Linked DNA regions of Mus musculus: region 1 is linked to region 2. Evidence: chromatin contacts called from public Micro-C data. All regions are on one chromosome and are shown on one strand. The core of a region is the stretch at or near the end of the contact, and the rest is flanking DNA. Distances in the headings are between cores, read along the strand shown. Region 1 has its middle 14 kb from the start of Tgfbr3. Region 2 has its middle 38 kb from the start of Cdc7.

The links. A called contact is a pair of places that touch in the nucleus more often than the background predicts.
Region 1: a contact with region 2 is called in a Micro-C map of the HL-1 cell line, with 2.2 times the contacts expected there. The contact joins two enhancer-like sites. A contact is called at or near these places in 10 of 39 promoter capture datasets (the C10 cell line, the HPC-7 cell line, cranial neural crest and 7 more), 3 of 15 datasets of contacts at CTCF or cohesin (the NIH/3T3 cell line, large pre-B cells and pro-B cells), 176 of 484 Hi-C or Micro-C datasets (the AML12 cell line, the AtT-20 cell line, B cells and 96 more), 31 of 115 datasets of contacts at active chromatin or transcription factors (CD4 T cells, CD8 T cells, the HPC-7 cell line and 23 more) and 4 of 9 other capture datasets (adipose tissue, embryonic tail, liver and 1 more).

Annotation. Positions count from the first base shown.
Region 1 is chr5:107,301,768-107,305,355 of GRCm38.p6, reverse strand. It overlaps the pseudogene Gm22557. Among named protein-coding and RNA genes, the nearest start is that of Tgfbr3, 14 kb to the right of the region's middle. Within about 2 kb of position 1,630, at least 32 of the 459 cell types and tissues checked have an H3K27ac peak or open chromatin away from gene starts, as enhancers often do. A contact at or near this core is called in the HL-1 cell line, where this site is marked.
Region 2 is chr5:107,000,659-107,004,134 of GRCm38.p6, reverse strand. No RefSeq gene overlaps it. Among named protein-coding and RNA genes, the nearest start is that of Cdc7, 38 kb to the right of the region's middle. Within about 2 kb of position 2,149, at least 65 of the 459 cell types and tissues checked have an H3K27ac peak or open chromatin away from gene starts, as enhancers often do. A contact at or near this core is called in the HL-1 cell line, where this site is marked.

The sequences.
Region 1 (3,588 bases), core at 381-2,880, 300 kb before region 2:
CATGCACACACTCCCCCCCAAATCCACACAAGCACGCACACACACATACACATGCATATTCACACATATACCCACATGAATGCACCCCTCACAAACCCACGAATGCATGAAAACACACACACACACACACACACACACACACACACACACACACACACACAGAAATGGAACGGGATAACCAAAAGGGAAGGAGAAAATGGAGAGTTGTTCAATGGCTTAGTTTTAGTTATGAAAGACAGTTATTCCAGATACCTACTGTACAATAATGTGAACACAATGTATACTACTGAACACTATATTTTAAATTAGTTTTAAAACTTATCTTTTTTTTTAAGACAAGGTCTCATATATTCCAGGCTAGCCTCAAACTCACTATGTAGCTAAGGTTAGCCTTGGACTCCTGGTGCACCTACCTCTATCTCCAGAGTGCTGGCTTTATAGTTTATACTACCATGCCTGGCTTCAAGACAGTTCAGTGCTAATAAATTCTGTTCTGTGTGTTGTTTTTTTTTTTAATTGCAGTTTTAAAAATTACATAAAAACCCAATGTATTTTTTCTACCAACTGTATTTATTGCTAGAAACTTTAAGCTTTGTTTTTTTTTTTAAAAAAAAAACTATTTTAAAAACGGGTAACATAGGGAAAGACAAACATGTGGCTGACAATAACTCAGAAGCACTCTTGTGTAAACAGATATAAGTCACAGAGGGCCAGCAAGGTTACTCAGCAGTCTGGGCCCCGTTCCTGAAACCTGTATGAAAATGCAAGAAGGGAACTAACTCCACAGAATTCTCCTGTGACACACCACGCCATGATATGAGCAGCCCCCATCAATATAGATGATGATGATAATGATGATACGACGACGAGACGACTACTAAAACTTTTTAAAAATTAAAAGCACTGAAATACTGACAATGTAATCAGAAAGGATGTAATGCCTAAGTGGATACAAAACCACTCAGGGGCAGGTGAGACAGACCAGACAAGGCTGACACTTGCTGGGACCCACGTGGTGGAAGGAGAGAGCCGACTTCTGCAAGCTGCCCTCTGACTTCCATACTTGTAATATTACAACAACTAAATGATAAAAAAATAAAAGCACCCGATAGGGATGAGCTTTGGGCACGTGGTCGTCAAGTGAACTGAACTTTGAGCTAAGTTTTAAGTGAGCTGGCTTCTGTGGTGGATGCACCCCAGGATCCCCCTGAGAGGTGAAAGCTTCCGAGTGGTAAGTTACCGATAGAGACCTAAGTGTGAAAGTGACCTGAGGAAAAGCAGAGTCTGTATATGACAGGGTGCATATGTGCATACGTATATGAACATACTTACACAGATGTATACTGGGAGTACCTTGAAGCTCCCCAGACACCCCAGAGTGCGTATTCCATACCCACTGAGACATACTTATTATCTCCCGACCTGAGCAAGACGGCAACCAAAGACAAGCCTTTCTGAGCCTCTCCACCCACAGTCTCTAGAAGCAGACAACCCAGACAGGAGCCCCACTCTGCGCCCCTACCATTCCCAGCAGAGGGACAGGAAGCTGTACCCTGCCCTTAGAGAGACGGCCACCTCTTCACCCAATTAAAGATAAGACACTGTGGGACATGCATGACTGACGCCACCTGTAGGGGAACAAGGAGGGGTGTGGTGTGCTGGGCTTGGAACTCCCCAGAGGACTGTTGACCAAGATTGCATTCCTTGCCTGGCTGGGCTGGTGTCGGAATTTCTCAAAGGCAGTGACTGCAGCTCGGATACAGTTGGTGGGGGAGCTTCTGCACTTCGTGTCACCAAGTGGGACACCCATGGCAGAGCAAGTGCCACTCAGGGTGGCAGAGGTGACAGTTTCTTAGCTGCTTCTGGAACGGCTGCAGCGGTGGCTGCTGTGGCGGCGGAAGTTACTTCTGGAAACCCTGAAAACGTCATCTTCCTCACAGTAGACAGAACTGCTGACATAGCAGAAGGCCTCCCAGCTCAGTTTGCCCTAGAAGCAATACAAAGGTCTGGAACCTATTGGGACCCAAGCAGGGGTTTTCCCTCTGGAACCTGCTCCATGGCATTGCCCGGGGCATTTAAATCTTGGCCATACAACATTTCCCACAATTGAATTTTCAGTAATGGTTTCAAAAACTCCCTAGAATTGGGATGACAGATGTTTGCTCGCCTTCACAGTGGGGTCCGGACATTTGATTCGGATTACTACGCTAATACATGGCTTCCCAAATGCAGGAGGGCAGGGATGGCTTGTGGGTGGGAGCTGGAATCAGAGAATCACTTTTTTTTAAATTTTATTATTTTTATTTTTTTAAATAAGGAATCCTTCACGAGTTTGCTTGTCATCCTTCTGTCGAGGTCATGCTAATGTTCTCCGAATTGTTCCAGTTTTTAATATCTGTGATGTTGAGGTGAGTGTTCTCATCAGTTTGGAAGGGTCAAATCCAGAGTGGCGTTGAGGAAGCTTTCTGGGGCGTCTTTCTGTAGGCATGGCCACCAACAGAAAATATTCCTCGGTGAAGCAAAAGAATGAATGGATTGTTTAAAATATGCAGTCTTTTATCAGCACGTCCTAAACCATGAATACTAGTTGTATGACTTTTACAGTTTATTTATACTTGTTTGGTTTTTGATTTTTCAAGATAGGGTTTCTCTGTGTAGCAGCCCCTGGCTGTCCTGGAACCAGGCTGGCTTGGAACTCAGAGGTCCACCTGTCTCTGCCTGCCAGAGATCTGCCTGCTGGGATTAAAGGCGTGTACCACTCACTACTGCCTGACTGAATTATACATTTTAAAAAGGTGTTCCAGGGTCAGAAAGTGTGGAGGCTACAAGGTTAAAAGGTGTTAAATATAGCAGAGCTTGTGGTCTAGGGTTGTGAATCCCAGTCAGAAGGTAGGAGGGCTTCCCTTAGCTAGTCTCAGTCAGGGCTACATAGTGAGTTCAAGACCAGTGAGGACACAAACTGAGACCCTATCTACAAAAGAAAGAAAAGAATTAAAGGCGCACAGAAGATGCACTAGCCTGGGCTACAAAGGAAGACCTAAAAGAGAAGTTTCATCGTGTTTTTAGTCCAAAAAAAGTTAAATGAGATTCATTTTTACTCTGTAATTTTTCAAGGGTTTTATCACGTTCATGTTATTATACCAATATCATATGATAATCAATATGTATATTATGTTTACAGTTGTTTATTGTCATCATTATTATGGGGGGGCACACAGGATGTCAGAGGAGCTGATTCTTGCCTTCCTAGGGAGGTAACTCCTGCTGTCCAGGCTGCACAGCAGCTGGTGCCTTTACCTGCTGAGCCATCTCACTTTCTGCCAATGTGTGATACTTATGGACTTATGGTTAATATTCAGTGTGATGGGTGTGGTTGCCACCTGCCTGTAATCCCAGCACGTGGGGAGTCATCCTTGGCTACATAATGAATCAAAACTGATCTGTGCTACAGGAGACCCTGTCTTTTAAAAAGAAACAAGACAAGACATTTAACGCTAATACATTCCTGTTTGTCCTAATGCTATTTCAGCCAGGTGCAGCCACCCAGGCTTGAGAATGCTGCCCTACATCATTAGAGACAAGAGGACT
Region 2 (3,476 bases), core at 900-3,399:
GGAGAGATGGTTCAAGAGGTTAGGCAAAGGACTGGGATTCCGTTCCCAATCTCATGGCAGCTCATAACTGTTGAATTCCAGAGGGACAACTCCTCTCTTCTGGCCTCTGCTGGAAGTTCATGCATATGGTGCACAGGGATACATGCAAGGCACATGCACACACACACACACATACACACACACACACACACACACACACATGCACATACATACCACACAGACACATACACACACATACCACAGACACACAGAGACACACAGACATACACACACCACACACACACACACATGCATACACATACATACCACACAGACACACACACACCACAGACACACAGAGACACACAGACATACACACACCACACATACATGCACGCACACATACATACCACACAGACACACACACCACAGACACACACATAAACAAATAAATAAGTAAATAATTTAGGATGAGAATTCTTGTAGAGCTGAAGCTACTGTAAGAAGGTTTGGGGGAAGGCCTCTGCACTGGGTGGAGGGTGTGTGGATGAAGATGTATGAATGGGCTATCTTTCCCTGAAAGGCAGGGAAGAAAGCCACACGGTGTGACTAGCAGGTGCAGGTAGCTGCCCACAGAGACTCCATAACGTTCCCCATGATTCTCCAAATATATTTAAGAACACACAGGTCAGTTATCAGATGCCTGCCTACTATGAAAAGTGACAACAGAGACACAGGGTCCCGACACCACAACTACATTTAGGGGTGAGAGGACCCAGAGTGGGGCTGCTCGAGCTTCATTTCCTCTCCTTAGTTCCCATCCCTCCTACAGCTCAGGCTGCCCCAGTTTAAACTCACGTCACTAAGCAGGCAATGGTTTTTACGCTGTAGTAGATCTGGCACAGTCGGTTTGTGTGAGGCCTCGATTCTGCATCTCCAACTCCAGATTGATGCTGTTCAACTGATGGCCGTGCTTTCAGGAGATTACCAGGGAGTATGAAGGTGTTAGGTGTACATCAAAATAACTTGATTGAAGTGTTTTCTTTTGCTGTTTGAAGATGCTAGGGTGCTAGAGATTGTGTCCAGGCCCTGCAGCATGCTAAGTACCATGTTCCACCAAGGAGATACATTCCCAACCCGCGTGCTTTTGTTTATTGGCTGTATTTTTTCACCTTGTATTTATTTTATCTTTAAAACATATTTAATAGTTATACACACACATTTGTTTTGTATTAAATCTGCTCCCAATTTCCTTTCCTATATCTCTTACCACTTTTCTCCCAACTTCATGTTCTCTCTCTCTTCTCTCTCTCTCTCTCTCTCTCTCTCTCTCTCTCTCTCTCTCTCTCCCCACACACACACACACACACACACACACACACACAGAGTACATTTGGTGTTACCTGTGTGTGCAAGGGTAGGACCCATATCTCAGGGCTCACATCCTGAAGGAAACCAACTCCTTCCCCCAGCAGGTAGTGAATGTGACTAGAGGCTGGGGGGGACAGGATTTCATAGCACCCCATACCCATGCCCGGATATTTCTATTTTCAAAGCAGGCTTTTCTTATGTGTACACACTGGCCCAGAACTCAGAACAACCCTTCTGACTCAGCGTCCACTGAGGTTTATACAAATGTATCACCTGGCTAAAATAAATAAATTCAATTAATTAAAGTAATAATTAGTCACAGACTGGAAGGCACATCATTAATTTGGTGTGCCTTGGTGGCTTAGAAAAACTACACTGAACTTATTCCTCTTCATCAAGTGTCACCTTTTCCACCAAACTACTCTTTGGGTTGGATGGGTGCACATGATCAACTTCTTAACCCCAGGAAACACAGACAACAGCTGGGTACTAAGAAACTGAAGGGTGGGGGTGGGGGTTAAGAGGCTCAGTCACACTGTTTTGCAGGGGCTAGAGCAAGAGTAGAGCTGCCTGGGAGTTGAAGGGGGGCGGGCGGGCGGGGGGCGGGACACAGGAGGGAAAGGGCAAACCAGGAGGGATAAGCCCTAACAGAGGCCTCCTGAAAAAGATATCCGGTTTTTAAAATGGGAAAGAAATGCCTCTATTTGACAAAAACTCACAGGGCATTATTCCCTAGCAGCTTCACAGAAACCAGATCTAGCCTGTCCTCCAGCCTAAGGCAGTATCCCAACACACCCAGCTGCCGGGTGAGGGGAATTCCCCAGGAGGGTGACTTGGTCTTCTTGCTCAACCTATGAGCTGCTGCAGTGTTCCAACTTACTCCCTCCTTCCTGGCATCCCCAGATCTGCCCCATACAGGCTAAAAGGAAAGGTAGAAATAAGAAGCCAAGCGCCCAAGGTCTGTGCCTAGAATAGAGTTTCTTCCTGCTTCAGAGCAGGGTCAAGTGCAAGGCACAAATGGGGGTTCTGAGAGAGAGAGAAAGGGCAGGGAGAGGGCTGCCTCGCTGCAAGACACAAAACCGGGAACAACCCTATCTTTGCTTCATTGACAAAGGAGAATGAGGGACTGGAGCCAGGCTGGCTTGAAACTGACTGTAGAAAAGCCACTTTTGTAACTCGCAGCCCCCAGGCGTGCGATGGAAACGCTGGCAACGGAGCTAGGCAGGCATGCACTCTCCCAGAAGCAAAAACATGAGCTGTGAGATGATTAGAGGCACTGTGGCTGTGGACCGGTTGCCTAGAGCCTCGGGGTCTTCCAGGATGTGGTAGGAATAAGAAGAAACCCCCTCCAGCCCAGTGTTCTGTAGACTCTGTCAAGTACACCTACACCTACCTCTCTGGCAGTGGAGGCAGTGTGGGCTTCCGCAACTTCCTGGACTGATTCTGACCTGGCTAGCCATTACATGGTACCCTAGACGATTTCCAGAAGGGATCAAGGGCCTCCAGTACGTCCCTGTCCACAAGGAGGAACTACCACCCAAGTCAGTTGGTAGTCAAGGAACAGAGTTTCTGCCTGCTTCAGAGCGGGGTCAAGTGAAAGGCACAACTGAGGGTTAATGGGAGGTGTGCTCGCTGCTCAGCACAGCCGATCTTGGCTCCCACTGCCCACCTAATCCCTTTAATTATTTCAGAATATTGAAGGTCTGCCTCCACAGATGCTATAAGATCCTCAAATATAAGGTGGCATCGTCCTGTTGGCTGATGATAGATTTCTTATCAGCGTTGCTAGGTGCGTTTCTTCTATCCAAGTAACCAGAGAAAGGCCTTACTGACTACCTACTACCAACCTGCTATGCTCATATACTAAAGTAGGCAGCAAAGATGGAAAGATCTCTGGGTTCCAGGAAGAATGAGGTAGGTGCTGGCATATGAGTAGGATATGAACAAGCAGAGGGAAATGGGAAGGCATCCTAGCAGTCAAAGATGGAAATGAACATGGTGGGCTGAGAGGCTGGGGGTGATCAGCCTGTTTGGAGGTCACCAGGTGCTCCACAGAGGGAACTGGGGTGTGAAGAGAGGCTGGTGGCAGAACACCATAGCGCTTAGGAGGTCATTGCCTTTCAGGG